Linked DNA regions of Sus scrofa: all the other regions are linked to region 4. A link is a contact called in public Hi-C, HiChIP or PLAC-seq and promoter capture Hi-C data. All regions are on one chromosome and are shown on one strand. The core of a region is the stretch at or near the end of the contact, and the rest is flanking DNA. Distances in the headings are between cores, read along the strand shown. Region 1 has its middle 120 kb from the start of IER5L. Region 2 overlaps LOC102162054 (a long non-coding RNA gene). Region 3 holds the start of TOR1A (torsin family 1 member A). Region 4 holds the start of NTMT1 (N-terminal Xaa-Pro-Lys N-methyltransferase 1). Region 5 holds the start of TOR1B (torsin-1B).

Region 1 (5,276 bases), core at 1,632-4,131, 250 kb before region 4:
TGTCTCCGTTTTATGTAGTGAGTGACCATTGCTCAAGGCAGCCTCTTTTTTCCTCTTAGCAATTGTGAGGGTTTGGGCAGAATGCATCTGCACGAAGCAGGTGCTAAGTCACAACCGGCCCTGGACGTGCCTTTCCACGAGTGGCGGGGCTGCGGATGAGCACCGGTGCTGAAACCAGACAGACAGAACACCTTGGCTAAATTGTGTCCCTGAGCCTCAGTTTCCTAACCTGAGAAGTGGGGGTGGTGACAACAGCACATCTCAGAGGCCTGGCAGGACAAGGGGAGGTAGGCGCCCGGCCTGGCACTGGCACACAGCAGAGGCCCCTAAATGACAGCTGTGATGATGTCACCCAGGGCTGTGTTCACAAACCGACTGAAAATTTGCAAAGCCTGTGGTGGGCGGGGCGGCAGGGCCACTCCCCACCCCAGCTCTGGGCTGGGCCCCCCCAAGCAGCTACTGAGTGTGGCTGGGCTCTGGGGGGATCCGGGCAGTGTGGGAACAGATCAATTACACCACAGTGTGAGGTCTCCAAACATTCCATCGTGAGTGTTTATTGCTTTGATAATGGGGGGTGGGAGCCCCAAAGACCAAACAAACAGCACGATGAAAGAGATAGAGAGAGAGAGAGATGGATCGGGCTAGGGCTGTGACCTGTGCTGTAAGAAAAGACAGCCAGAGCTCTCTTTTTTTGTTTTGTTTTGGTTTTTGTTTTTTGCTTTTTAGGGCCGCACCTGTGGCTTATGGAAGTTCCTGGGCCAGGGGTTGAATTGGAGCTGCAGCTGCCGGCCTACACCACAGCTCATGGCAAGCCAGATTCTTAACCCACTGAGTGAGGCCAGGGATCAAACCTGTGTCCTCATGGATACTCGTCAGGTTTGTTACTGCTGAGCCATGACGGGAACTCCAAGGGAGCGCTCTTGATACAGGGCCCAAGAGATGATGCCCCAGGGGAAGGCAGGCCTCCTGTGTGAGGTCCCATGGAGGCCTGAGAAGAAGGAGCGATGGGTCAGACCTTGCCATCAATGAGACAGGGCTGGACCCCAGGGCGACAGGGCCTGCCTGCCATGTGCCAGCTGTGGGCCTGGGGGAGGAAGTTAACCTCCCTGAGCCTCAGTCTCCCCCTCTGTGAGATGGGCGTGAGGATGAAAGGCGTTAACAACCAATGGTGCCCGGGGCTGAGCCTGGCAGAGGGGGCTCTGTCTTCCTGTTTCCTGGATAAATTGGAGGGAAAGCCCCGCCCACCCACAGGCACGCCCCCAGTGTCTGCAGGCCCCCCAGCTTGTGGGAGCAGACTGGAGGTTCAAGTTGGGGTCTCCCCTTGTCTTTATCCTCTCCCCTGCCCCCTGCTTGTTGAAGGGGAGAGGATGCTTGGAAGAGTCTTGTTCCCACTGCACCTGCTCTGATGATGTGGCTGAGGCTCCTTGAAGGCGGGGTGGCGGTTTTGGACCCCTCCACCTGTGGCCTCCACTGACAGGTTGGGGAGAGCTCTTGGGGGCCTGAAGTGTCCAGAGACCCCTGCCTTGGGGGACAGAGGCTGACAGTGATGGGGCCTCTTCCCCACTGGGGCCCTGCCCTCCCCTCAGCACCATCAGCTGGACCCGGGCTGGTTTCTGCTCTCTGGGCAGACCCTCAACAGCAATCCTTCTGCCAGGACAGCCCTGGCACCACGGTGAGCAGGTGGCCAGCTTCTGTCCACACCAGTGGCACCCGTGGGGTGGGCTGGGAGGGACAGCCTTGAGAGAGGTAAGGATACAAAGAGCTCAGGACCCGCCCCCAGACAGGTGAGTGAGTCTGGGCCTCTGTCTCCCTATTTGTCCCAGAGGCTAGGGCAACCTCCCTGCCCCTGTGGTTCCCAAAGTCCCAAAAATGCAGCTCTGCAGCCCCCAGCTCAGGGGGTGGCAGGTGGGGCTGGAGTGGGGGGATGACAAGCGACAGGAGGACAGGATGCCAGGCTCACCTTTCTGAGAACTGACACCCAGGGGCGCTGTCCTTGGTCCCTGGCTGTGTTAAGGGACGTGACCCAGTTAGCTCTCATCTGTAAGGACGTGGGTACCTCTACCCAGAGCGAGGCCAGCAGCCTCCTGGAGCACCCCTGCAGCCTCCCTCCCCATCTGCCTCACTCAGTCTTCAACCAGGGAAAACAGAAGCAGCAGGAGATCTATGTGAAGGAATCTATTGCAAGGAATTGGTTATGCAATGGTGGAGCTGGCTAGACAAGCCCGAACTCTGAAGGGCAGGCTGGACCTCTGGGCCCTGGGCTGACGCCGCTGTGTGTGGGTGGAATAGCTTCCCCATCGAGGAGGCCTCTGCTTTGCACTTAGAGCCTTTCCAATGATGGAATCAGGCCCTCCCCGAAAATCTAGGCCAATGTCTCTCAAAAGTCAACCGATTATGGACTGCAATCACATCTATGGGGCGCCTGCAGAGTGACCCTGAGATTAGATTGGAGAACTGGGGACTGTAGCCTCTCCAGCATCGCAGCACCTCATCCCCTCTCTGTCAGTGGTTTCTTGCTCCTTCCAGCTTGAGCATCGCTCTCAGATGAGCTGCCCCCAGAGCTGGGCAGTGCTCCCTGCTCTCCTGCGATGACTTCAGCTGGAATCCTCAACCCCCAGCCCAGTTCCTCCTCCAGCCTTGCATCCTTTGTTGTGAAAAGCTCCCTTAACCAGCCTGGGCAAGCCCCCAGGGAGCCCAGCCTGGTGTGGAACCGCCAGCCTGCCCACTGCCCTCAGGAAGCTGCCCATCTCCTGGGGGACGTGTCAGAGCCCGGAACACCCATCTGCCCTGTGCCTCTGTTTTCCGGGCCTCCTCTGGGTCGGATTCCCTGGTGAGGCTGCAGCTCTGGGCTGCAGGAAACCAGCCTCGTGCTTGTTTTGTTTCGATTGCACAACCCTGGAGCAGGAGGCCAGAGCGGACATCTGCTGTTTTGGCCGCCCGGCACCCTCACCCTGTCTCTTTCTGGCGAAAGTCCTCCAGTTGCCTCATGGGGAACTCCCCCCTGTGTGTGCAATCCGGGGACTGGGCTGCCGGTCCAGATGCTCCGAGCTTCCGTGCCAAGGGATGGGTCAGCAGCCCGCCTTCCCTGAGCTTGGGTCCCTCAGTCCTCGTCCTGACGGCCAGCCCCAAGGGAGGTCGCTGAGTGTCCCCTGCTCTCCAGGAGGGCCTGGCTGCATCCTCGCTGGGGCCCGTCTGCATCCCCTGTGTTCCCTTACATTCTGAACCCCCCCCCCCCCCGGTCTGGAGATGGAGCCTTTTTCGGATCAAGGCAAACAGAGTCCACTTCTGTTGCTTATAAGCCCAGACACCCGACTGACTGGATCTGAAGGTCAGTCCCGGCTCTGTCCTCCCTCGCTGTGCGACCCTGCGCGGGATGGTCCCCCTCCGACCTCCGTTTCTCTACCTGCGCATCTCAGCTGGCCTCCAGGGCTGACGTCCCTGAGCCTGTGGCCACCTTGGCCATTGCAGCCGACGGGAATGGGTGCATCCACTGTCAAGAATCAATTGAGGCCTTCTCCGTCTTGACCCTGGGGTCTCTGGGGTGTGTTTAGTGGGAGAGGAGAGATGGTAGCTGCAGAAGCCTTGGCTCTACCTCCTCCTGCGCAGTGGGGCCGTAAGGACCAATGTACCCTGTATCCAGGCCTTGCTAAGTCCCAAGTACCGTCAACTTCGCAGTTAAGCTGCTGCCTTCATAGGTGATGGTCCGTTTCTTTTGAAACTGTTATGCGCAAATTTTTGAGAATCTGGTGAAAGCTTTGGATGTTCTTCTTAGACCACAAAATATCTCTCTATTCCTTTCTCTCGCTCTCTCTCTCTCTCTCTCTCTCTCTCTCACACACACACACACACACACACACACACACACTTTAATGTACAGTTTCGGGAGGGACTAGGAATAGGTTTCCAACGCCTGTCCTAACCTTCAGGCCAGCAGCCTCCGCACTTACAGGACAAATAGCCAGCTCTGGCACACAAGGCAGGGGCTGGGCCCTACACAGGGTGCTCTGTGAGCAACAGCTCCTCCACCTAAAGAGAATGGCCTCTGTGGTAAGGACCGCTATGCTTTGCCAGACTCTCTGGTTCATGATTTTCCTCTTGGGCACACAGCTGGACTACATTTCCCAGCCTCCCTTGCAGTGGGGGCGTGGCCACATGCCAGAGCGCTGGTTAATGGAAAGTGAGCCGAGGGCTGGCCTCTCCCCCACCCCTTTTACGAGCATGAAATTCCTTCTATGTCATCTTCCCCACTCTCTCGTCACCCTTCCTCAAGACTGTCACAGGGGAGGAAAAGGCCTTCGAAGATGACGAACTACAAGATGAGGGAAGCTGGGCCCCTGAGTTACTGCGTGGAGCAGGACTCCCACCCGCCCCTCCTCCAGCCCTCAGTAGTGACGTGAATAAGAAAGCAAGCTTTTTGGGGGGTTGGGGGTTGGTTGTATCCGTGAGCCCATCCTGACTAATACAGCATTGTTTACTACCTCCATCCGGGGGAGCTGCTCTGACTCCATCTTAGGTCTCCTTTAAAGGAGGGAGCACCTCCACTGCCTTCAGCCTGGCATCCCTGAGGCTGGAGAGTGTGTGCTGCGAGCCCTGTGCTTGGTCCCCACCGGAGCACCAGGCATCTTCTCTGGGGTCCAGATTTACCGCCCATCTTGGCCTTGCCCCCCCCCCCCCCCCGCCGCCCTTGGGCCCCTCTACCTGGCGTTCCCTCATTTCACGATGTCTATAGCCTGTGGTTTCCCTCTTCCAGCCTCTGGCCTCCCATTCCTTTGGCCGGGGTCTGGGGTCCAGAGACCAGTGTGCAGTGCCCACTGTATCTAGTTTTTGGGGTCCCCCAAAGCTCCTTGAGAGCAGAGCCTGGGGATGGTTCACTGCAGAACTTCCTTGGGACTGTGAGAAGATGAGCATGTAGGGGGGCTCCTGAAATGCTGTGGTCTTGCCATTTCACCCTGAGAGGGTCGGGCTGGAATCCCATTTTCCTGGAGCACCTGGTTCCAGAGGGAGAAGCTGGCCCTGGCCTGGGGCTCATTCCCTAAGTGGGCTGTAGCCAGGCTCCAGGAAGCTGGAGGTCAGGAGTCTGGGCCTGGGCCACCTCGCTCTGGTCCCATTTCCTAAGTGCAAGGTGCACCCCGATCCCTGCCCCCACCCATCCCCACCTGCCCTCACCCAGCCCTACCTGCTGGGAGATGGACACAGGTCCAAGGTCATGATCCTTCCACTGGGGGCCGCCCTCCCCAGCACTGTGCCTCCAAGGGAGGCCCGGCCCCCACCTCTTT
Region 2 (5,644 bases), core at 533-3,032, 220 kb before region 4:
AGTGTCCCCCTCCTGGGGCCACTGCGAGAATGTCGTAACGCCCTTCCCGTGGTCCTCCCAGTGGCCCTAAGTACTGGCAGACTCAGGCTGTTGGGGTTTGGGAACATGAACCTCACAAGCCAAGGTCAGAGGAGGAAAGACCCCTTGCCTCACCACACACACAGGGAAATCGAGGCCCGGAGGAGTCAAGGGACCTGTCCAAGGCCTCTGGCATCCCTGGAACCACAATGTGACTTTCCATATCTGTATCAGTTAGCAAGGCTAGGATGTGCTGCAGTAACAAATGAGCCCCACATTGAAGTGTCTCAACACAACAAGAGTCTCCCGTGAGTCCAGGTGATTCTCCAGGGCAGCTGCCCTCCATGTGACAGCTCAGGGGGCCAGGCTGCCCAGGGGCCTTGTGGCATCGCCGAGACAGGGACGAGAGCATCGCATCACTTCCCCCAAAAACCCACTGGCCAGCACTGGTCCCATGGCCTCACCCCACCACAAGGGTGGTGGGTCCTGAGGAGAGAACTGAGGATGGGTGAGCACCAGAAGATTCTACTCAGCATCCTAGTGGGAGGAAGGCCAGCAGATGGCTTCCCCAGGGGGTCCATGCTCACAGTGAGTTGAGGCAAAGAGAGAAGGGTTTAAGGCTAGAATTCATCCCTCCTCCTACCCAAGCCCCCAGGTCCCTGTCTAGGGCTACCATAGCAACCAGGGCTACTCTGCACGTTGACAACCAAGGTGGGTACCGGCTGCCCCTCTTGAAATACGAACGAAGCTTTCTTGCTCTTTTTCACTCCTTGAAGGAGCAGGTATGTATTTGTCATACCTCTTGCTCTTTCATTGGCTGGTGCCTTCCCATTATGTAATCAATCCCTCCGATGGGTGTCTAGGCATCTTTCAAAGTTCTGCTGTTATAAACAGCGATGCCATGAATTTCCTGTGCGTTTTCCCTTGTCACCACCGTGAGTGCTTCTGTGGTCTAAATACCTAAAAATGGAATCGCTTGGTCAAAGGGCAGGTGCCTGCAACAATCTGACAGCACTCTGGCAGCAGGTGCTGCCTCCAGGGTCAGGAGGGGCTTTTAAGAACAGTTGCTAATGGAGACCAGTGAGTTTTCCATCCTGGGCTCGGGGGTAGGGGTTTCCAAAGGGGACACGGAGGAGGGGAAGCAGGAAGAAGGGATGCGCTTCCCCGCTTGACTCTATGAGGCCGGTCCAACACTGGTGCTGTGCCAAGCCCATTTTACAGGGCGCAAACACCGAGTTCTAGAGAGCCCAGCCACTTGCCCACGGCTGCCCAGCCAGCAGCCTTTGAGCCTCAGTCTCAGCCTGCGCTGAATCGTCCTGGGTCCCAAGATCCCAGCACTCTGCCGGAGACCTCAAGGATCCTTCCTCTACTGACTCCTCTCAAAGGCACTCACGTTCCCCAGGAGCATTTTTTTCAGCAAGTTTTTAAAACTCAGCTTTGCTTCCTTGACTCCCTGGGTCTGGTACTTCTGTCCTTCTGATTGCAGGACCATCAGCCTCTTACATTTTCCCTTGGTGGTGTTCATAACTGCTTCATCTCTTTGGAAGGGCATCTTGGTACTCAGTGTTTAGTCTTGTTGATTTAAAATTCTTTTTTTTTTTTTGGTAACATCACTGTTGTTTCTGTTAAAAAAAAAAAAAAAAAACACCAAAACACTCTTCTTGTAGAATAAAAAAATTCAAGCAACACTGAAAACTACAAGCAAGAAGATAAAAATCACCAACACTCCTCACGCAGGGATGACTCACTGTGGTTCACGTGTGCGTGAGCCGTCTTCCTCTTCCGCAGCTTCTAGACATTTCGAACCACCCCCCTCTAATGATGATGATAACGAAAGCTCTACCTTTCTCGCTCAAGGTGGGGTAGATGAGTCACCGGAGTGGGACTGAAAGTCGCTCTTGGTTCTCTTCTCCCCTCTCCGTCCCCCTCCCCCAGCATCCTTCACCCACAGCCTAGCCCGGGCCTCCCCTGGCCCCTCTGCTTCCAGACTGGAAGCTTCGGTTCCAGCTCCGGGGAGCAGATCCTGCAGGGTTGGGTACCAACCTGGTGCCTTGCCCGGCTCCAAAGAGGGTTCCATTCTCGCTCCACACCCGGGAGCAGGGGTTTTATCCCCTCGCCTCCCAGACACCAAGAGGCTGAGACCTGGCCCAGTTTGCCCCGTGGTACCTTCAGCTGGTGGAAGGTTGAGAGGGTCTCTCTGCTTTGGTGTTCTGTCTCTCACCCCCATCGACCATCAGCAACGTGGATTCTTTTTTTTTTTTTTTTTTTTTTTTGGCTGTCTACAGCATATGGAGTTCTCAGCCCAGGGATCAGATCCAAGCCGCAGTTGCCACTTAAGCCTCAGCTACAGCAACACGGGATCCTTAACCTAGGGTACTGGGCCAGGATCGAACCCGCGTCCCAGCACTCTCAAAATGCCGCTGATCCCACTGCACCACAGCAGTAACTTAGAGCATCTCCCAGCTTGGCCCAGGGGGATTCCACCTGTCTAAGTCTCCCTGGGATGTGGCAGGTGGGCCAAGCCCAGGCTGTTTCATCAACCCCCTCCAGGGAGGACCTCCAGCTCTAGGAAGGAAGAGGCTGTAGCTCAGGACTAACCAGAGCCTGGCCTGACTCGGGGCAGCGTGGCGGTGGTGGCCCCAGAACCAGGTCCAACACGGACATGAGGGCGGGAGGGGGTTCTAAGGAAAATGGGCTCGTGGAAGCCTAGCAGCCCTGCTTGGGGGCCTCCCGGAGCCATAAGGGCTCTGGCACTTAGGGGACAAATCCATGAGGGAGCGTGGCAACCATAGCTGTCCCCTGCGGCTGGGTCAGAGTGGTCCCCAGCTGAGAGCCGGATACATGGAGAGCATGGCAGTGCCCACAGTGGGGGCAGCTCTGCCCAGGGCCGTGGCTGTTTCCATCAGCAGCTCCTCAGACCTCTGGTGAGGCTCTATGAGCTCTCCTGCTGCCCAAAGACATTCTAGGGGACAGCTTGAAGCTGACAGGCAAGGGACAATGACCATGGGTGACTGTGCTTCTTCTTCAGGGCAGGGCGGTCTGTGTCAGAAACGTGGGTTTTGAGTCAGCCAAACCCAAGACGGTGCTGGTTGAGCCTTGAGCTGGCTGTGTGGCCTCGGGCAAATTACTGAAGGTCTCTGAGCCCTTGCTTCCTCATCCACACCGTGGGTACAACGGCACCCCCTTGGCGGGCCTGCTTGAATGACCAAACGCAGTGACCTCGCAAAGGATGCTGAGCCCTTGAGTCCTGAGAGAGGCCTGCTGAGGTTGTGCTTGCAAAGCTGTTTTTGTCTGCTCACCCTCAGGGTGCGGTGGTGGTTGGGGGAGAGCTGGGTTAGGTAAGTGGGGGGACCTCAGGAAGCCGCAATTCTCCGTCCCAAATGGCTCCTCGTTATTTATAATGCTGGGTTTCAAACTGGTTTTTCACACGCATCTTCCTGTCGCAACCTTGTACCTTATTCCTTCTCAAAAGGAATCTCGGGAGTTCCCTTCGTGGCTCAGCAGTTAATGAGCCCGACTAGGAACCATGAGGATGCAGGTTTGATCCCTGGCCTTGCTCAGGGGGTTAAGCATCCGGCGTTGCCATGAGCTGTGGTGTAGGTTGCAGACAGGACTTGGATCTGGCATTGCTGTGGCTGTGGTGTAGGCCGGTGGCTACAGCTCCAATTCAACCCCCCTGACCCTCTTTGTCCCCTCCCGCAATGGTCCTTGGGGTCCATGGAAGGCTTGAAGGCCACTGCTATAGGCCAGCAAGGTGTCACTGGGTCACAGGAGGTAGAGGTGGCAGCTGCATATCCAGAAGGGGTGTCATTTGCCCATGCCCTTCTCACTGTGCTTATGTAAAAAGAGAGAAGGAAGCAAAGTCTTCAGATCACAGAAGGGGATTTTTGAGGGTCCCGTAGGGCCTGAGGTCACCAGGCTGAGGCAGCCCGGGGAACTCTGACCCCAAGGGCCACCCTCCCTCTAGGCAGCACAGACCTGGCCTCCGCTGTCCCTGTGGGAAGCACAGGGAGCTGGGTGAGGACACCTCTCTGTGTCGTCGAAGCCAGGAGCTCCATCAGCCACTGTCCAGCCCCTTGACCCGGGGCAAGTCCCTACTCTGGGCCTCAGCTTCCTCATCTGTAAAATGGGGCAGGAGCCACTGAGCCCTCGATGAGAGGGGTGTGGGGAGGATGGGATGGGGGGGTAGCTGGGCACAGATGACATGGAGCAGGGAACAACCACCACTTAGCCTCTGATGTGTGTGGTGTGCAGCAGTTTGCAGGGGTAGGACCTTGGACTTTGGTCAAAGGGAGGGAAGCATTGCTGGCCCAGTTTGCAGATGGGGAAACTGAGGCACTCTGCTCAAGGCCACAGACAGAGAGCAGAACGGCCCACTATGCCCAGGGGCTGGCATGCTCCCCGCCCCCCTTGCCTGATTTTAGAAACTCCCTTCATACCTTCAAGACATATTCTCCTGTTTCTCCTCTGTGCCTGATAAGCTGTGGGGATTGGTCAGAGGGACCTTGAAAACTTCTAGACTTGAGAGCCGGTTTGGCCCTAGACAACAGGAAGTCCCTGGGCCCATCCCAAAGAGGAGAAACCCTGGGCTCAGAAAGCTGAGGGGCTTGTCCAGGCCCCCTGGCAGCAGTGTGGTCTCTGGTTCCAGCTCCATCCCTCCTGGGACCGCAGCCCGCTCCCGACCAAGCTCCCACCTTGCCCCCAACTCCAGGGTCCCCAGTTCTCTGGAGGAAGATTTCCGTGGTCCCGGTTGGGGGTGCCAGACTGCCAGCGACGAGTGTTTTTTTAATCCCAGCCCCGCTGACTTAGCCGATTATTCTTATTTAAGGCAGGGAAGGAACGCGAGAGCGTGGCAGCTGGTCACCTCCGGCGATGGCCCCTCCCCGCCTGCCTCCGTGCCCAGCTCCCACCTGAGTGCCCAGCTCCCACCTGAACAGGAAAGGGAGGGGGAGATGGGGAGCAGGAGGAGCGGGGGGGGGTGCCGGGGGGACAGGAGAGGGGTGAGTCGGTATAGCAGACGGAGTGAGAAGAGGGAGGAGGAGGGAAGGAAGGGGCAGGAAGGAGAGGATTAAGGAGGGGGGAGGGGGAAAGTGGGCGGAGGGAGGGGTGAAGTAGAGGGTGGGGGGCACGGAAAGACACCCCCCCCCGTCAGTTCCCTAAGCAGTTAGGAGAGAGGGCGATGCACAGATGAATAATTTACTGCGGAAATGCAAAAAGAATTTAGAAACTCTCAATGTATAAATATTTATTTTCACAAGTTCGCCCCCTCCTGACTCTCCCCCTGGCTGGCCCGAGTCTTTTCTCTTTGGGGGGGGGAGGGCCCTCCGCCTCCCCCCCAACTCTGTGCTGACGCTGCCTCTCCCACGATCTCTCTCCCTGTCTCTGTAGACGGCTGATCTCTGTCTCTCCCCCTGTGTTTCTGTCTCTCCCTCTAGCTGTCTCTCCGCCTCTGGGTGTCTCTCCCTCGTCTCTTTCTTCCTAGTTCCTAGTCTCTCTTATCCCTGGACCCCCCCGCTCCCCGCACACAAGGGTGGGGGGAGCCCTTTGAAGGCTCGGAGGGGAGAGGTCGTTTCCCTGACAACGGGGCGGGCGACCTGCAGAGCCACGCGGGCTGCCGATGAGGACG
Region 3 (5,881 bases), core at 186-2,685, 170 kb after region 4:
GTTAAACTGTTAAGAGCAGTTTGCAACACTGTGATTGAATTTAGGTTTCCCAAGAAACATTTCTTCTTTTATAAAATGCGTTAGAGTTGAAGATCTTGAAACTGAGTTTGATTGTGTCTCTCTAAAATCCTACGATCCCACTGAGCCTGCTTTCGGAAACCACCCCAAGCTTTGCTAATTGCTCCCTGCATCTCTAAGCCTCTGTGGTTGCCACACTTTTCAAAGGGGGAACTGACACGTGCTTGCCATTTTCAGGGCCCACTCGTTTCAACCCGGAATTCCAAATCCCATCGGCCACCAAACCCCAAACCCGGCCCCATCCAGGAAGGATTCCAAAATTCGGCCCTTGCCTTGTACAGGGTGATGTTGGAGATGTGGGGGAAGTGCAGTGTGGCCACAAACAGGTGGACATAGTCACTGTTCAGACCACCCTCGTAAATATTCTCTGCGATGATCTTGCTGACAAAATTTTTGCCGGTGCCCGTCCACCCGTGTAGGGAGAGGGTGAGCGGCTTCTTGGGCTTCGGGTTGCTGATGAAGCCTGAGACGGCATTTAAGATGACTTTCTTTGCAAGATGCTGTCCGAAAAGCTTGCTGTCCAGATCCTTCTGCAGCGCTAGGAAAAACAAAGTGAGTCAGGCGGACAGTAGGGAGACACATCTGGCAAAGTGTGGCCCAGTTTACAGGCTCAGGTAAAGCCAGCAGAGTCAGCTAAGCTCTTCAAGCGTCTTGGGAGACGCGGATGTGTGGGCAAGCACTTGGCCCAGGTGACCGGCAGGTGCAGGAGGCCCTCCCTCTGCTAGTCCTGTCCATTCTCGAGCCCTCCTTCCCGAAGAGGTCCTTGGGGCCAGTGCCCAGGGGCGCGCGCCCCTCGCCCCAGCTCTGCGCCTTCCACCCATGCCGGGCAGAAAAAGGGCAGCGGTTTGGTCCCCGCTGCTCCGCGCCGGAGGAATCCCCACCAGCCGCGTCTCCGCCGAGGAAGGAGCACACCTCTCTGGAGGAAGTTTCCGACCGTCCCCACGCCCGGGTTTTGGGCGAAGCTGCCCAAACGGCAGCTGGCCTCGCCTGATCAAAGTCCGGTCAGCCTGTGGTCGTGGCCAGGGCCAGGCCCGGTGCCGCACCTCAAGCCGCCCCAGTTCCGGGTCCGGGCCCCGCCGGCCTCAGCACTGCCCGAGCTCCTGGGCCTTCTGGACCCCCGCCTCCGACCCTCGCCCCAGCTCTGGCACCAGGCCCCCCAGCCCCCGCCCCATCCTACCCTCCCGGCTGAGGCTCCCCTTCTGGCTGCAGCACTCGGTGAAGAAGCAGAAGAGGCGCGGGTAGGAGATGTAGCCGGTGAGGACGCCGGCCAGGGCCAGTCCCAGACTGATGGGCTCTACCGCCCGCACCGCCAACGGCGCCAGCAGCAGCAGGCCCAGCGCGGCCCGGCCCAGCTTCATGCCCAGACCGGCGCTGCCCGGCGCGTTCTCGCGCCTACCGCGGATCGGCGCTACCGCCAACTGCACTTCCGGTCCCGCCCGCCGGGGCCGCCATCTTTGTAAGGGGCGGGCATCCTCCTGACGCTGGCGTCCGCCATCTTTATGAAGGGCAGAGCCCTTTCCACCTTTGGGCACCGAGCCACTGGGGGTACCGATATTTTCTCTTTGAATAAAACTTAGTTTCTTCAGATTTTTTTAGTTTCTACCTAACGTCCTATTCCTATTTTTTTTTGGTCTTTTTAGGGCCACACCTGCGGCATATGAGGGTCCCAGGGTAGGGGTCAAATGGAGCTGTAACTACCAACCTACACCATAGCCACGCCAGCTAAGAGAGGTTCCTCCGGTCCTACACCACAGTTCAGGGCACCGCAGAATCCTTAACCTGCTGAACAAGGTCAGGGATAGAACCTCCGTCCTCACGGATGCTGGTCGGGTTCATTAACCACTGAGCCACCTCAGGAACTCTTAACATCCTATTTCCAATCCAGGGTCCCACCAAGATACCACATTATATTTAGTTGTCATGTGTCCTTAGCTCCTTTTTTTTTTTCTTTTTTTAGGGCCACACCTGAAGCATATGGAAGTTCCCAGGCTAGGGGTCAAATTGGAGCTGCAGCTGCCGCCTACACCACAGCCACAGCAACACAGGATCCTTAACCCACTCACTGATCAAGGACAGGGATTGAACCTGCATCCTCACGATCTAGTTGGTTTTGTTACTGCTGAACCGTGATGGGAACTCTGTTTCTTAAACTAAATGAGAAAACCCCTCTCAGGAACTGAAGTTTGCTTTTGTGCTGCCCAGCCCCCAGGCCTGAACATATTACCTAGTGCTGGTGTAAGGAGACGCAATACAAGCGATAAACAATGTGGGTCCATTTCATATTTAATACTTAAGTGCTTAAAGCGATAGAAATTGTTTTTTCTCTCTTAATGAAAAGAAACACAACTGTACAAGTCAGAAAATACCAGTGACCCTTTGATCTCATCCTAGATTTTTCTGCCATCAGCTGGCTCCACCGTAAAGAGGGACGGATGCATTTCTGAACCCCGTTCCTGATATTTACAAGTAGGAGACATGATTGCATATGTAATGAAAGCACAATCTAAAGGGTATCATCTCACTCTAAACTCACAGCTGTTTCCTCCTGACCCAGGGCAAATATTAGGAGGAAGTCAACATATTTACAAACAAGATTTAATAATGCTCACAAGAAGAGAGTTTTCCCCCAAATAGAAAAACTATGCATTGTCTTGTTTCAAAAGGTTACACACACGGTGCCTGAAAAATCCAGCATGTGAGGCACAGGGTTAGCAGCATCTGTTTTGGGAACCGTCTGCTATCAGTGCACAGGCTTCTGTCCAGGCAGCCTGTTATCATGGGGATAGAGGGAGTGGAGGACACTATTTAACACCCCGCTGTGCACTGCTCCCCTTCTGCCTCCCTCAGTACCGCCGGTTCATCTTCTTGAACTTCTCGTAGTGATAGTCATCGGTGGCCTTCTCATTAGCAGGACGCTTGCGGTTGGGAGGGGACCCTGAGAAGGAAAAGAAGAAAACTGTTTGCCACGTTGGATGCCACCCCTGGGCTCAGCTCTGAATAGCAAGGACAACCATACCTGACTCCCTGCAGAAGCCCCCAATCCTATCCTAGTGAACAGAAACAGAGCAGGGCCTGAGTAAATGCTCGTTATTAAGTGCATGACGATAAACGAGGCGGATTCAGACGCTAGCCAAAACGTGCTGATTTCAGTGTCAAGACCAGGGGAACGCAGCAGCTACTCGTCATTGAGAGTTCAACTGTGAACCAGGCATGGCACTAAATCTTTTTAGAAACAACTTTCTTTCCTCTTTTTTTTTTTTTTTTGTCATTTTAGGGCTGCACCCACAGCATATGGAGGTTCCCAGGCTAAGGGTCCAATCGGAGCTGTAGCTGCCAGCCTACACCACAGCCACAGCCACGCTAGATCTGAGCCGCATCTGCGACCCACACCACAGCCCTTAACCTACTTACACCAGATCCTTAACCTACTGCATGAGGCCAGGGATCGAACCTGCGTCCTCATGGATGCTAGGCAGATTCTTTCCACTGAGCCATGAAGGGAACCTCCAAGACACGACTTCCTTTCACCCTCCCAGCAATCCCAGCAGGGCATGTTACCATCTCTGCTCAGATAGCTTGGGGGACTTGCTCAAGGTCACTTAAAAGGTGAAGGTTGGAGTTCGTCGTGGCGCAGTGGTTATGAATCGATAGGACCATGAGGTTGCGGGTTCGATCCTGCTTGCTCAGTGGGTGAGGATCCGCATTGCATGAGCTGTGGTGTAGGTCGAGCGCGGCTCGGATCCGCGTGCTGGGTCTGGCGTAGGCGGTGGCTACAGCTCCGATTCAATCCTAGCCTGGAACTCCATAGCGTGGAGGCCAAAAATAGCAAAAAAAAAAAAAAAAAAAAAAAAAAAAAAAAAAAAAAGTGAAGGTTGGCTGAGAGTTGAACCCAAGTCTGGTGACTGCAGAGTCCCTGCTTATTAGATATTAATAACAGAAACTTTGGAAATCAAAGGCTGCACAGACCAAGTGTTACAGAAAATAATTTCCACAGCAGGAAGGAAGAAACAGCAACAGCCGGGCTTTTCCGAAGCCTCAGCACCTTCAGCATTTCTTCAGGATCGCCCGTGTCAATGAAAAGGATGGCGCCACCTGCTGCCAGTGAGCACGTGGGAGGGGGCACTGCTGGATGCTGCTGGTGGGCAAACAAATTAGCATCAGGCTGCCCAAGCATCACCTGGCGAGTTGAAGGTAGCTTAAGGACATGATCTGGTCAGGCGCGACCATCAAGCACTGTTTAAATGGGATAAAATGGGAAACGAGCTGAGTGTCCCAGCAGAGGGAGAGGCTTAGACTGCAGTACGTCTACCTACACAGCAGACTATGAAATGGCTCCTGAACAGGAAAAAGTATTTACTGTCATGGAGAGACATGGAGAGCACACTAAAAAGCAACGAGAAGCTGTTAAGTATATACAACATACATTTCCTATACACGTATGGGTATTTTTGAAAGGTCAAGAAGGTTATACAATCCGCCCATGGTATCTGCATCTGAGGCTTCAACCAACCCCAGGCTGTGTAGCACTGCGTTTACAGTCCAAGGTTGGCTGGAAGCTGCGGATACTGAGGGCTGACTATGAGCATGGGCAGATTTTGGTATCTGTAGCGGGTCCTGGGCCAGTCCCCCGAGGAGAATGAGGGATGACAAATACGTAAAGTTGTTAACGTCGGCCGTCTTCAGGTGGTGAAATTATGCAACTTTTTTCTTTTTGTTTCCTGAAATCTAATTTGTTGAGTCTCTAGTATATTGGCTAGCACAGTGAATCCTTAGAGCAACCCCTAGTGGTAAGTTTTATTACCATCCCCATTTTATTTTATCAGTTTTTTTTTTTTTTTTTTTTTTTTGCAGTTTTGAGGCCCACACATGGGGCATATGGAAGTTCCCAGGCTAGGGGTCGAATCGGAGCTGCAGCTGCCAGCCTAAACCACAGCCACAGCAATGCCAGATCCTTAACCCACTGAGCAAGGCCAGGTATCAAACCCACACCCTTATGGTTACGAGCCGGGTTTGTTATCGCTGAGCCACAATGGCAACTCCACCATCCCCATGGAGAGGTGAGGAAACTGAGCCTTGGGAAAGGGAAGGCACAAGGCCATGGTCCAGAGCACAGACCAGAACCCAGAGGCCCTGGCTCCGAAGCCCTTGCGCTGCCCCTTCAGAGTCCGCCCCCGACCCTGCCGGCCTGGGGCAAGGGTTGCTCCAGGCACCTGGAGGCCTCTGCTGTACTTACGCTCGGGCTCTGGCTTCTCTGTGTCGCCCACTCTCAAGGGTCGGGCTTTGGGCTCTTCTTTGTTTCTCCGTATGGGAGCATTGAGCTCCTCGTGGTAAACTGGAGCGAAAGAGACCAGAGGATGTGTCAGGCAGACTCTGGGAACCCAGGGACCCCACGGCGCTGGCAGGGCTGCCTCCCCAGGGACGAAAGACGCTTACATCGGTTGTGCTGCACGTAATTCACTGCCATGTTGGTGGGCACGAAGGATGTCTCGCTGTCCTTCTTCTTGTTCTGCTGCTCTGCCAGCAGGCGGGCCTTGGCATCCTCCGTGGAAATGATATTTTTGATTTTAGCGCTATGGGGAGAAAGGAGCCACACCCCATTAGATGGTCCCAACCTTTGGGCCTCAGATGGAACTCTCTGGAGGGGCTGGCAGCCCTCCACTGCCTGAGGATGTCACCTGCCTTGGGGCACAGCACTCTACAGTTTACCAACTCCCCCTGCAGTCACATTCTCATGGAGCTCTCGCGGCATCGGAGATGCAGTTCCTCTCTGCTGATAGAGAGAAAGCTGGGCCAGAGAGGTCAC
Region 4 (6,145 bases), core at 1,276-3,775:
CTTGGGAGAGCCCATCTTCCTGGCCTGGTTCTTCTGTTGGCCCCTCCCGGCTGCCTCCATGGCCTCTTCAGGGTCACTGTGATCCGCCCCAAGGCCAAATGGCCACTGAGGCCGGGGGCAGAGGGCGGGGCTGCTGTGCTCAGGATGCTAAGGCTGCTGTCATAAGGGGCTGTGAGACTCCTGGCCGAGGCAGCCAGGCCCAAGCCAAGGATGAAGAGCCCAGGGTTCCACTATCCCCTCTGGATCCAGGAGGCTCAGATGGGTCATGTTTGGGTGGGGTGGCTCTGGAAATGAAACGTCCACTGAAAGTTTGGGGAGTAAGAATGCAGTGGGCCTCCGGAAACTAAAAGAACCAGTTTTGAGGAGTTCCCATTGCGACTCAGGGGTTGAGAACTTAGCACATTGTCCATGAGGATGTGGGTTCAATCCTAGGCCTCGCTCCATGGGTTAAGGATCTGGCATTGCAGTGAGCTGTGGTATAGGTTGTATATGTGGCTCTGATTTGACTCCTAGCCTGGGAACCTCCATATGCCATGGGAGTGGCCCTAAAAGGCAAAAAACAAACAAACAAACAAACAAAAAACACCCAACAGAAACACTGCACTCTGCTTCTACTTGCTATGTGATGCTGCGTAAGCCTCTCCTTTCTCAGGCTCCAGGGTAAGATGGACTGCTGGGCCCCACCTGTGACTCTTGGCTGGGAGGGGCCAGGGATGAACCTGGTATGGTGAAACTGGAGTAGGGGGACAAGGGTGGTTTGGACAAGTCATTTCACTGGCCTGGTATGATTTTGCAATTTGAAAATGAAAAAAAAAAAAAAAGGCTTTGGAATTCAAATGACAAGATGTCTGCCTGGAAGGAAACATCACAGACAATGTATTTTGTTTTCTGTAAACATTTCCTCATCCAGGGATGGAAGAGCCTGCCTCCTTGGGGACGTTAGAATATTGAGTGAGGAAGGTGAGATATTTCCCTTTCTTTCTTTCTTTCTTTCTTTCTTTCTTTCTTTCTTTCTTTCTTTCTTCCTTCCTTCCTTCCTTCCTTCCTTCCTTCCTTCCTTCCTTCCCTCCCTCCCTCCCTCCCTCCTTCCTTCCTTTTTTCCTTTTCTTTTTAGGGCCACACCTGCAGCATACAGAGGTTCCCAGGCTCGGGGTCGAATCGGAGCTGTAGCTGCTGGCCTACACCACAGCCACAGCAACACAGGATCCGAGTCACGTCTGTGACCTACACCCAGCTCATGGCAATGCCTGATCCTTAACCCACTGAGCGAGGCCAGGGATTGAACCTGCATCCTCATGGATACTAGTCAGATTCATTAACCCCTGAGCCACGATGAGAACTCTGCGAGAAGCTTTTTGAGGTCAGCAGGCTGGCCAGACCCGGAAAGGCCTTGGAGTCCAGGTGTAGGGAAGGAAGTTTTCCATCAATAGGAGAAAAAGGTAGGGGCGGGTTTTAAGGCACCCCTAAAAGAGCTGGGCTCAGAGCTGCCCCCAAAAGATTATAGACACCTCCAGCAACTGAGATTATCTAAGATTTATCCACTTGCCGTAGAGACATGGAAAATGAAGCTTGGGAGCGCCCAGGCCAAGGCAACCAAGTCAAATCCAGAGTTCCCTAGAGAGGATGCCAAATAACACGGACAGATGTGGGGGACTCAAAACCAGGTTGAGGCTTTTCAGTGTACCGCACCCCCATCATCCCTTTCACTTCATTAGAGCAAGCATACTTTCAGCACCTCCTATGTGCAACACCCAGAGGAAGGCACTGTAAATCGAAGATAAAATGTCAGTTTAGGAAAAAAAGACTATGGTGAATATTGTGAATATTATGACATAGATGAATATTATGATGAAAATTATGCATCAGTTTCTATTTATTGAGACTTCACGCCAAGCACAGAGGTGAGCCCTTGACACAGGGTATCCCACAGATTTAACCCTCAGAGTCCTGGAAGGTGAGTAATTATTCCATCTATCTGGCAGAAGGGGATTAAGGCTTGAATGAGGCTTTTTCTCCCTCTTTTTACCCAGTGGAAAACCCATAGAACGTTCGGTTTTTTAAAAGTCCAGTCATGTTGTTCCCGTCATGGCTCAGTGGTTAACAAATCCGACTAGGAGCCATGAGGTTGCGGGTTCGGTCCCTGGCCTTGCTCAGTGGGTTAAGGATCCGGCGTTGCGGTGAGCTATGGTGAAGGCTGCAGACGCGGCTTGGATCCCGCTTTGCCATGGCTGTGGCATAGGCCGGAGGCTAGAGCTCCAAGTAGACCCCTAGCCTGGGAACCTCCATATGCCGCACGTGCGGCCCTAAAAAGACCCAAAAAGAAAAGACCAAAAAAAAAAAAGTCCAGCCTTGCTACCAAATGAGCTGGTGCGCAAGATGGAAGCGGGAACAGAGTGGGTGCTGCGGCTCTTTAAGGAGGCAAATCTCAAGTGAGGGCAGGATCCCACGGGGCGGGGCAAACCAATCGCGGGGCGGGCCTCTCGGAGGCCCCGCCCCAACACCCGGAAGTGACGTAAGCGGACAAAGGCGGTGCGCGCCGCGAGGTGTCGCTTCTGACCTGGGTCTGACGGAGCCGGCCGTGGGCTTCTGGGGTGCTCACCCCTGCCGCCGCCTCCTTCCCTTCCTGTTTCTCGTCCTCTTCTCCCGGGTCCCGGGAGCCCCCGCCCGGGGTGAGTAGCGCGAGGGGGAGCGGGAGCGGCGGCCGCCGGCAGAGGGGAGGCTCCCGCACCCAACTGCCTCGGCGCCCTGAGTCCCCGGCTCGCCACGTGACCCAGGCGCCAGCCGGCTGGGCCCCACGTGCGCGCTCCTAGGCGGTTCCTGGGCTCCGGGTGTGCAGTGAGGAAGGCCGAGGCCCCCCGAAGCCTGGGCAGGACACTCCCCCACGCCGGCCCCCGCCGCACCAAGCCCCTTTCCCTCCCTGAGCCTCACTTTCCCCTGTGAGAAACGGGGGGTAAGGAGGGCACTTTCCTGAAACCGAGGGGTAAGGCGAGCACCCGCTGGGAGGGTGGGCGCGAGGATTCAGTAAACTGCTCAGCTCCGAGCCGAGCACAGCTTAGTGCCCGTCACATGGGAGTTGCTATCATAGTTCACTTTGGACTCGACCCCAGTCACGGCTCAGCATAGGCGCCGCTCGAAAGACAGCCGGCCGCCAAGAGCCCTTGAAGCCAAGGTCAGCCCCTGGACAGAGAGGCTGCCATATCAGAAGGCCCAGGCTTGGCTGCCCGTCGACTGTGTGGACTCTCCGTCTGCACAATAAGGGGTAGAAACAGCTAGTGTCCGAGGTCCTGCGGGTGGGGCTGGGCAGTACTGCTCGCGTCTGGTTGTATAGAATCTGCACAGTGAGATGGAATGAGACCCTGAGGGGACCAGGGCCTTGACCGGGGTTAGAAGTCTCCTTGGTCTGATTTCCTGTGTGTGTGCCCCACCCCATTAGTGGAATGGGTTTTTTCTCTGTCAACTAGGGGAGGCGGCAGGGTTGGAGGTATGTGTAGCTGGCTTTGGTGGAGACCAGAAGCCACAGAGTCACAAAGATAGCGTCTCCCAAACCTGCAGTGTTTCTGTGCTTAGGTGGATTGGCTGAGCTGCCAAGTCCACTGGATTCACCACCCTGTGTAACAGTAACAATCCTGGAGGTTTGGCCAACTCTCTAAGGTTTAGAGGGCCTTTCGGAGTATTTTCTCCTTAGATCTTCACACATGGCAAAGAGAATTGATGAGAATCTCAATTGACAGTTTTAAGTTTGAGATTAACATGTGCCGAGCTGTGCGTGGATCCCTTTATGCTTTTTTATCTGCATTTAATCATCACAGCCTTCCTATAAAGTCTGTAATGCTATTCCCATTTTATAAATAGAGACACTGGAGTTCCCTGGCGGCTCAGTGGGTTAAGGATCTGGTGTCATTGCTGCTGTGGTGCAGTTTTCCATCCCTGGCCTGGGAACTTTTGTAAGCCACCAGTGCAGCCCCCTCCCAAAGACACTTAAGAGGTGTTGTCTTATCTCAGTTTACACAGCTGATGAGAAGCAGAGCCAAGATTCAGACCTGGTTTGTTCGATTCCATCAGAACCTTTTTTTTTTTTTTTTTTTTTGTCTTTTTAGGGCTGCACCCATGGCATATGGAAGTTAGGGGTCAAATCGGAGGCTGTAGCTGCCAGCCTACATCACAGCCAGAACAACTCGGGATCTGAGCCGCGTCTGTGACCTACACCACAGCTCACGGCAATGCCAGATCCTTATCCCACTGAGTGATGCCAGGGATCGAACCTGCATCCTCATGGACACTAGTTGGGTTCATTACTGCTGATCCACGATGGGAACTCCAGAGCCTTGTTTTTTAAACACCCCCACCTCCCTGTTTTTTTGGGGGGTCTTCCTTCCTCTCTCCCTCCCTCCTTTTTCATAGACCACCCGGCCATTCTCCTAAGTCCAACTGCTGGCCGCACAGATCCAGGGACGGGCCCTGTCCGGGAGGGTGCAGGAGGGGAGCGGTAACTCCAGGCAGGCTCCTGCCTCCTGTTGCTTCCAGGCTTTTTCGTGGAGACTGTAAACAGGGGATGGGATGAGCCCACAGAGCCTCGTCCTTGCATCCTGGGTGGCTGCCGGGCTGTCCCCTGAACACCTTGGAGGGGAGGGAGAGGTGGCCATGAAGGATGCGCAGTCTCCTCGCTGCGGAGCGCAGGTTCACCGTGAGCAGAGGGTCTCTCTCCTGCAAGCTGGCCTAGATGCACCCAGAGCCAGACTGTGCCCAGGCCCCTGCCCCATCCCTGCAGCCACGTGGCTCCTCCCTGTAGCCTGGACAGAGTGAAGGAGGACCTCCTGTGGTTTGACTGACACCCCGCTGTTCCTTCTGACTCCTACGGACCGCCTGCCCACCCAAGTCTGGACCCCAGGAGGCACATTTACTACTGAATCTAAGCTGTTAGAGCAAATGTCAAAGTTATACTTGCCATTTCCCAGCCTAGATGTGCCTCCTCTGGCTTGTTCTGGAATCTTCCTGTAAGCGGAATTCTTGTAAATTAGATTATTCAGGGGACCTTGACCTTTAAGGGAATCATTTTACAGTATGATTTTGGTAAAGCAAAAAGTTGCATTGTCAGTAAGGGGCTTCAGTGTTACTGGGTTTAAACGGCTAGGTTTTTGTCTGTGGGATTTTCTGGAAAGTGCGGGGTGACTAGCTGTACATGGGTCTTTCTTGGATTCATTCAGCAGCCGGTTAGTAGACACTCATCTTGTGTCAGGTGTGAGACTGTGGTGTGTGAGGTCGTGTCCTTGTCCTCAGAACGCTTGCCTCGGGGGGGAGGCAGGCAGGCGGCCCAGTACAGCCCCATTGGTATCTGGCCCCAGGTTTAGTCTGTTGCTCGCTTGGAAGGGAACGTTGTGTTGAATGCCCGTAAGCTACGTGGGATGCGGGAGAAATCCAGCAATTCATCTCCGGGTGTCGCCACTGCTTTCTGAGGGACTCCCGGCCCACTGGGGAGAGAGGTGGGGATACAAAATCAGAAGTTTGTCAAGCCTGGTGGGCAGTCGGCGACAGGGCCGAGCACGCCCGAGCGGGAGCTCTGGTGTGGTCCTTCCTGGTCACAGGAGGGGCTTTCAGACCCCACCCAGCCCCCAAACGCAGTTAAGTTGCCTGGTGACATTCAGGCTGGTGGCCCCCTTTCCGTCAGCTCTCAGGGAGCCTACAGTGATGGCCACTCTGTCACTGCCAGCATTCCCGGCCTCTGCATCCTTTTGTGTGTCCCGTACCTCTAGGTTGAAGCAAGCGTTCACGGTCATAAGCAGCTGCCCTCTCTCCCTGGATGCAGGCAGATAGCTTCCGGTGCTGGGACCCTGGTGCAGGTCGGGGCCTCGAGCCAGGGCGGGCGACGGTACTTAGCGCCTTGGCCCCCTGCTGTTACCCCGGAGGGCTCCCGGGTGGGCGCAGGGACTGGAGCTGCCTCGCTGTGGTCGCAAAGCCTCGCAGCCTTGCCGGGAAGTGAGCACTGCCGTCTGAGCTCACCCAAGAGGGGCTGGAGCAGAGCGGATGGGTTCTCCTGCGGGTCGGACCAGTGGCAAAGTTGCAGATCTAAGGAGCACCCTGGTAGGGCATGAGGGTGCTGTCGGCTCTCTTCTGTCCCTCGGAAGGCCAGTGTGACCGTGTCCCCGGG
Region 5 (5,892 bases), core at 1,342-3,841, 150 kb after region 4:
CAGAGGCTTATAGTCAGAGAGACATCCAATTTTTTTTTTTTAATTTTAGTTGTGGTAAAATACGCAGAATATAAAATTTGCCGTCTTATTTTTAAAATTTTTAAAATATTTTTTCTTTTTATGGCAACGCCTGCAGCATATGGAAACTCCCAGGTTAAGGATAGAATCTGAGCTGCATCTGAGGTCTACACACCAGATCTGAGCCACATCTTACTTACACCACAGCTTGTGGCAACGCTGGATTCTTAACCCACTGAGCGAGGCCAGGGATCGACCCCACATCCTCATGGACATAGTCGGGTTCTTAAGCTGCTGAGCCACAACAGGAACTCCTCTTATTAACATCTTAAGATTAAGGGCCCCACCTTCCTATCTAATTGCCTCCCAGATGCCCCCACCTCCTAACACCATCAAATCAGGGGTCAGGCTTCAGATATGTATTTAGAGGCTGAGACCATTCGGTCCACAGCAGTATATCCTGGCCCCCAGATCAGAGGCCAGCCTCTTGGAAAGGTTCTATCCCTGACTGTTAAATACATATGAATGGAGTGCTACTATGGACGTGGTGCACAGGAATTAGAGATGGAGCAGTCAAGGTCCCTGTCCTTCTGAAGCTCTCAGGCCAGTGGCAAGATGGGCAATGGACAGGGACACAAACAGGGTGACAGGAGAGTAGGTGACTGGGGAGGGAAGAGGGGTTACTTCCATGGGTTGGGTAGGCTTCAAGCTGAGGCCTGAAAACTCTTAAAGAGAGTCAAGGCAGGCATGGAAGCAACCGAAACATCCACTGACAAATGAACATGTATGTGTATCTATGTGGCACATATATACAGTGGAATACTACTCAGCCATAAAAAAGAATGAAATCATGCCATTTGCAGCAACATGGATGCACCTAGAAATTATCGTGCTGAAGGAAGTAAGTCAGACAAATACCATATGATATCACCTGTATGTGGAACTTATCATATGACACAAATGAACAGAAAAAGACTCAGAGACATAGCAGACAAACTTACGGTTACCAAAGGAGAAAGGAGTTTAGGATTAAGAGATACACACTACTATATATAAAGTAGATAAACAACAGGGACCTACTATATAGCACAGAAAAGTATATTCAATTTTTTTTTTTTTTTTTTTTTTTGCTTTTTAGGGCCGCACCTAAGGTATGGAGGTTCCCAGGCTAGGGGTCCAATCGGAGCTGTAGCTGCGGCCTACACCACAGCCACAGCAATACAGGATCCAAGTCGAGTCTGCGACCTACACCACAGCTCACAGCAACACTGGATCTTTAACCCACTGACCAAGGCCAGGGATTGAACCTGTGTCCTCATGGGTGCTAGTCAGATTTGTTAACGCTGAGCCATGACGGGAACTCCTTCAATATCTTGTAATAACCTATAATGGCAAAGAATCTGAAAAGAGGATTTCTCACTGTGGTGAAGTGAGTTAAGAATCCAACTGCAGCAGCTTTTGTTGCAGCTACCGCTCGGATTCAGCCCCTGGCCTGGGACTTCTCATATGCTGTGGATGCAAATGAAAAAGGAATACAAAACAAAACAAAAAACTGGGAGGTGGAGAGGAGAGCCATCCCCCTCCGAGCATCCCAGATCATGGCCCTGACTCTGCGGGCATGTCTCCCTCACTAGACTGAGGCTCTGTGAGGTCACGGGTCTGCCCTATTCCCTCCCTGCTTTAGCCCCAGCTTATGGCGCTGGATCAGACACAGCCAGTGTTCACTAAATATTTGTCCATAGATTGGCTGATGAATGAACTCAACCAGCTTTGGCAAAGCCTGGGTCAGGTTCCCTGGAGCATTGCAACAGCCTCCTCGAAGAACCCAGCAGCCACAGGGATCTCCGATGTGACCATGTCGCTCCCTGTGTGAAACCTCTAGGGCTCCCTGTTACCACCCCCCCCCCCCGCCCCAGATAGAGTCCTTCCCCTTCCGGTCTCTGTCTAGCTCTCCGTCCCTATTCTCACCAGCCTCCACCACGTGAAATACTCTCAGGTCCCCAACCTGCACATTCTGCAAATTCTCTTCTCTCCATAGAACTTTCTACTCCTCGCTTTTTGCTTGGATAACTTTTAAAATTCTCATTTTAGACAAAAACCTTCCCTGTTCCACCGCCCCTGTGCTTATCCAACTTCATTATTGGCCCTTGCCCACTGCCTGGGGTCCCCTAGCCTAGAAGCTGGAGAGGGCAGGGGCCAAGCCCCTCTCCCTCACGGCTGTCTCCCAGCACCAGCCAGGATGCCGTCTTGCAGCATGCTGGAAAGGATGGACTTCGGGCTTCGACGGTGCACGCCAGGGCACGTCTGCTTTGGGGACCCGGAGCCCTCCGCAGTTGTTTCAGAAAGGCAGGCAGGTGGGGAGTATATAATGCGAAACGCTCGTTCCAGCTCCGGGGAAGTGAAGGGAGGGATGACAAAGCAAAGCGTGAAGGGTCTGATGAGCGCTTAGAACAGAACCTTCAAAGCTAGACTCCCTGGAGCCTCTCGCGCGGATGGTGGCGCAGAGCCACGCCCCTCGCCAACAGGGCGGACCTACGGGGGTGGGTGGGTCTGAGGGGCGGAAGTGACGCACAGACCGGAAGTCAGCCCGGCCTCTTGGCCCCAAGGGCGCCCAGCGTATCCGCGGCGGCGGGCTGCCAATCCGGTGATGCACCCCGCAGGGCGGCTGGGGGGCACCGCGGCGCTGCGGCTGCTGCTGGCGGCACACGTGGCGGCGGCGTTCGAGCCCATCACCCTGGGCATCGCCATCGGGACCGCATCGGTCCTCACCGGCTACCTGTCCTACACCGAGCTGTTTTGCCGCTTCGCCGAGTGCTGCCGGGAGGAGCAGCCGCTCAACGCGTCGGGTACGGCGGGTCTGGCTGGAGGGGCTCGAGGGGCGCGAGGGACAGGCCCCCGCAGGCGTCAGCGCCCGGCACATCGCGCTCACCCTTTGGGGTAGGAGGGGGCATGGAGGGGCCTGGGTCCGGACTCCAGCCTGGAGGCCGTGTCTTCGGGGACAGATTCTCCAGATCGTGAGGCTCTGCCCGAGTTCCTTTTATTCTTTTTCGGTTTTTAGGGCCGCACCTGCGGCATGTGGAAGTTCCCAAGCTAGGGGTCAATTCGGAGCTACAGCTGCCGGCCTACACCACAGCCACAGCAACGCGGGATCCGAGTGGAGTCTGCGACCTACACCGCAGCTTACAGCAAGGCCGAATCCTTAACCCACTGAGCGAGGCCAGGGATTGACCCAGCATCCTCATGGGTCCTAGTCGCATCCTCCTTGCCGCTGAGCCACGACGGGAACTCCCCCAAATTCCTTTCTAAAAGTTGGGATTCCTTGGGACGCCGTGCCAACCCAATAAGTCGTTCTCAAATGTGCAGCGTCTGCCCAGAAAGCCCGCATTTGGTCTTTGGTTTTCTTACAGGGTGGCTGGGGAAATAGCAAGCAGCTGAGTCAAGAGAGGACCCGTCCTCGGATGAAGGAACGCATTTACCTTCCTTCTCAGACACTTGAGTGTTGAGGAGACCATTCATCTAGGCCATTTCCTTGGCGGTGGCATCTGTGTGACTCTGCAGCTGGCACTTCTGCCTCCGCACTGGCACTGGGGTTTGGCGGAGACGGTGCTGGACCATTCGCTAACCTTGCCTCTCACTTTGGCCAGCTGGGGAGAGCGCTGCCCTTCTGCTGCCTGTTTAATGTGTGTTTTTCTCTCTGTTCTCTGGCTGGCTGCTGCAGCGTTCAAGCTGGAACTGGAGAGAGGCTGTTTGGGCAGCATCTGGCCACAGAGGTGCTTCTCAAGGCGCTGACAGGCTTCAGGAACAACAAAAACCCCAAGAAAGCACTGACGCTTTCCTTACACGGCTGGGCTGGCACGGGCAAGAATTTTGTCAGCCAGATTGTGGCTGAAAATCTTCACCGGAAAGGCCTGAAGAGCAACTTTGTCCACTTGTTCGTATCGACTCTGCACTTTCCTCACGAGCAGCACGTAAAACTGTACCAGGCAAGGCATTCTGTTGTCCCATCCGTGGCTTCTCGGACTGGTCTGGGCGATCTCTTCACTGACTCCGGCTTCTGCTTCTTTCCTCCTAGCCCCAGGCCCTGCCGAGTCCAGGCACACCGGTAACCCTTTGCCATTTGCTGAGCTCTCCTACACCATTTTTCTTACTGATCCCAAAATAATGCAGCGGGGCAGGTGATGTTATTTCCATTAAAAGATGGAGCCAAGGAGTTCCCTGGTGGCTCAGAGGGTTAAGGATCTGGTGTTGTCACTGCCGTGGCTGTGGTTACAGCTGTGGCTCGGGTTCCATCCCTGGTCCGGGAACTTCTGCAAGCTGCAGGCGCAGCCAAAAAAAAAAAAGGGATGGAACCAAGAGCAGCGAGGCGACATGCTCCTTACAGTCCTTCTGACCTTGTGGCAAATCAGAACTTGAATGCAAATCTCCTGACTCTCAGTCCACAGGGTAGCCACGTTGTGCAATGTATGAGTTTGTTCAGCATCCCCATTGCAGCCCTCGGTTAAGTGGAGCGGGCTTAGAAAAGTTTTTTTTGTTGTTGTTATTGTTTTTTGGTTTTTGTTTTGTTTTGTTTTTGTCTTTTTGCCATTTCTAGGGCCACTCCCACAGCATATGGAAGTTCCCAGGCTAGGGGTCTAATCGGAGCTGTATCTGCCAGCCTATACCACAGCCACAGCAATGCGGGATCCAAGCTGCCTCTGCAACCTACACCACAGCTCACGGCAACACCGGATCCTTAACCCACTGAGCGAGGCCAGGGATCGAACCCACCACCTCGCGGTTCCTAGTCGGATTCACGAACCACTGAGCCACGATGGGAACTCCCTAGAAAGTTTAAATGAAACTTCAGCTTGGCCTCTGTGTTTAGCAGTGTAGACCAGAGGATTTTTTTGTCTCCTCAGTAGCTTTTATTCCCTCCCATCCTTCAAATTCTTGGCCTTGCTGTTTGGTCCAGTAAGGCTCTCATTTAAATGTAAAAGTTAGTGTTCCTGCCGTTAGATGGGGGCTGAAATAAGGAATAGAAACTTAGCAAGGAAGTGAAAGTGGATATTTGCCACATAAAGTGTACGACAGGGAAGATTGCCAAAGAAAGAATAATTTTCTTTCTTTTTCTGTCTTGTTAGGGCTGTTCCCTTGGCAGTTGGAAGTTCCCAGGCTAGGGGTCAAATTGGAGCTGTAGCCGCTGGCCTACACCACAGCCACAGCAGCACACCATCCGAGCCTTGTCTGTGACTTGCACCATGGGTCACGGCAGCACTGGATCTTAACCCACTGAGTGAGGCCAGGGATCGAAACTGCGTCCTCATGGGTACAAGTTGTGGTTGTTACTGCTGAGCCATGACAGGAACTCTGAGAATAATTTTATTTTCCAGATTCTTTCATGTACCCCTTGAAATACAGGAATAAATGCATTTCGTGAAATGTCACCTAGGTCGGCTCCTCTTCTCATTGCGTCAGTAAAAAGCAGTAGCCTTGGACGTTGTGCCAGCCTTAACCTACTTTCTTTCTCCTCAGGATGTCTGCTAAAACTGAGATTTCCATCCACAGGGAGGTGAAACTTACGAGCTGGTTAACAGTGAAATGATGAATATTCATGTATCTTGTATCTTTATAGAGTCGCGTTTGGTGCATCATTTGAGCTAGGAAAACTCGTGTTTGCATTTTAGCACCTGTCTCTCTGCCAGATTCTTTTTTTTTTTTTTCTTCTTTTGGCTGCTTCCACAGCATATGGAAGTTCCTGGTCCAGGGATCGAATCTGTGCCCAGCGGCAATGCCAGATCCTTCAGATCCTTAATTCAATGTCCCGCCGCAGGAACTCCCAGATTCCACTTTTTTTTTTTTTTTTTAATAGATGAAGTTTTGGAAACGCTGTTACCC

The links. Promoter capture Hi-C pulls out the DNA fragments that hold promoters and counts their contacts. Hi-C and Micro-C count contacts between places; a contact is called where the count stands out from the background. HiChIP or PLAC-seq counts read pairs in DNA pulled down with a chosen protein or histone mark.
Region 1: a promoter capture Hi-C map of fetal liver shows a contact between it and region 4, with 2.4 times the contacts expected there. The contact joins the enhancer-like site here to the promoter of NTMT1 in region 4. A contact is called at or near these places in 2 of 5 promoter capture datasets (fetal liver and liver), 9 of 47 Hi-C or Micro-C datasets (alveolar macrophages, embryonic fibroblasts, heart right ventricle and 5 more) and 1 of 2 datasets of contacts at active chromatin or transcription factors (skeletal muscle).
Region 2: a contact with region 4 is called in an H3K27ac HiChIP or PLAC-seq map of alveolar macrophages. The contact joins the enhancer-like site here to the promoter of NTMT1 in region 4. A contact is called at or near these places in 7 of 47 Hi-C or Micro-C datasets (alveolar macrophages, embryonic fibroblasts, epiblast stem cells and 4 more) and 1 of 2 datasets of contacts at active chromatin or transcription factors (alveolar macrophages).
Region 3: a contact with region 4 is called in a Hi-C map of liver, with 4 times the contacts expected there. The contact joins the promoter of TOR1A here to the promoter of NTMT1 in region 4. A contact is called at or near these places in 1 of 47 Hi-C or Micro-C datasets (liver) and 1 of 2 datasets of contacts at active chromatin or transcription factors (alveolar macrophages).
Region 5: a promoter capture Hi-C map of fetal skeletal muscle shows a contact between it and region 4, with 2.6 times the contacts expected there. The contact joins the promoter of TOR1B here to the promoter of NTMT1 in region 4. A contact is called at or near these places in 1 of 5 promoter capture datasets (fetal skeletal muscle), 4 of 47 Hi-C or Micro-C datasets (embryonic fibroblasts, liver and skeletal muscle) and 2 of 2 datasets of contacts at active chromatin or transcription factors (alveolar macrophages and skeletal muscle).

What each region holds. Positions count from the first base shown.
Region 1 is chr1:269,568,235-269,573,510 of Sscrofa11.1, forward strand. No RefSeq gene overlaps it. Among named protein-coding and RNA genes, the nearest start is that of IER5L, 120 kb to the left of the region's middle. Within about 2 kb of position 2,882, at least 29 of the 83 cell types and tissues checked have an H3K27ac peak or open chromatin away from gene starts, as enhancers often do. A contact at or near this core is called in alveolar macrophages, fetal liver, omental adipose tissue and 3 more, where this site is marked.
Region 2 is chr1:269,594,384-269,600,027 of Sscrofa11.1, forward strand. The region is part of intron 2 of LOC102162054 (a long non-coding RNA gene); the gene reads left to right. Among named protein-coding and RNA genes, the nearest start is that of IER5L, 140 kb to the left of the region's middle. Within about 2 kb of position 1,783, at least 11 of the 83 cell types and tissues checked have an H3K27ac peak or open chromatin away from gene starts, as enhancers often do. A contact at or near this core is called in alveolar macrophages and retroperitoneal adipose tissue, where this site is marked.
Region 3 is chr1:269,984,043-269,989,923 of Sscrofa11.1, forward strand. TOR1A (torsin family 1 member A) reads right to left here and starts at 1,436. Exons shown (of 5, transcript NM_001105298.1): 1 at 1,256-1,436; 2 at 351-616. The coding sequence starts at 1,436. C1H9orf78 reads right to left here. Exons shown (of 9, transcript XM_003122220.4): 7 at 5,512-5,648; 8 at 5,312-5,410; 9 at 2,344-3,013. The coding sequence ends at 2,922.
Region 4 is chr1:269,817,249-269,823,393 of Sscrofa11.1, forward strand. NTMT1 (N-terminal Xaa-Pro-Lys N-methyltransferase 1) reads left to right here and starts at 2,526. Exons shown (of 5, transcript NM_001243457.1): 1 at 2,526-2,669. It overlaps C1H9orf50, which reads right to left. Exons shown (of 13, transcript XM_021085475.1): 3 at 5,998-6,145; 4 at 5,745-5,869; 5 at 2,600-2,817.
Region 5 is chr1:269,964,328-269,970,219 of Sscrofa11.1, forward strand. TOR1B (torsin-1B) reads left to right here and starts at 2,592. Exons shown (of 7, transcript XM_021070119.1): 1 at 2,592-2,873; 2 at 3,745-4,001. The coding sequence starts at 2,666.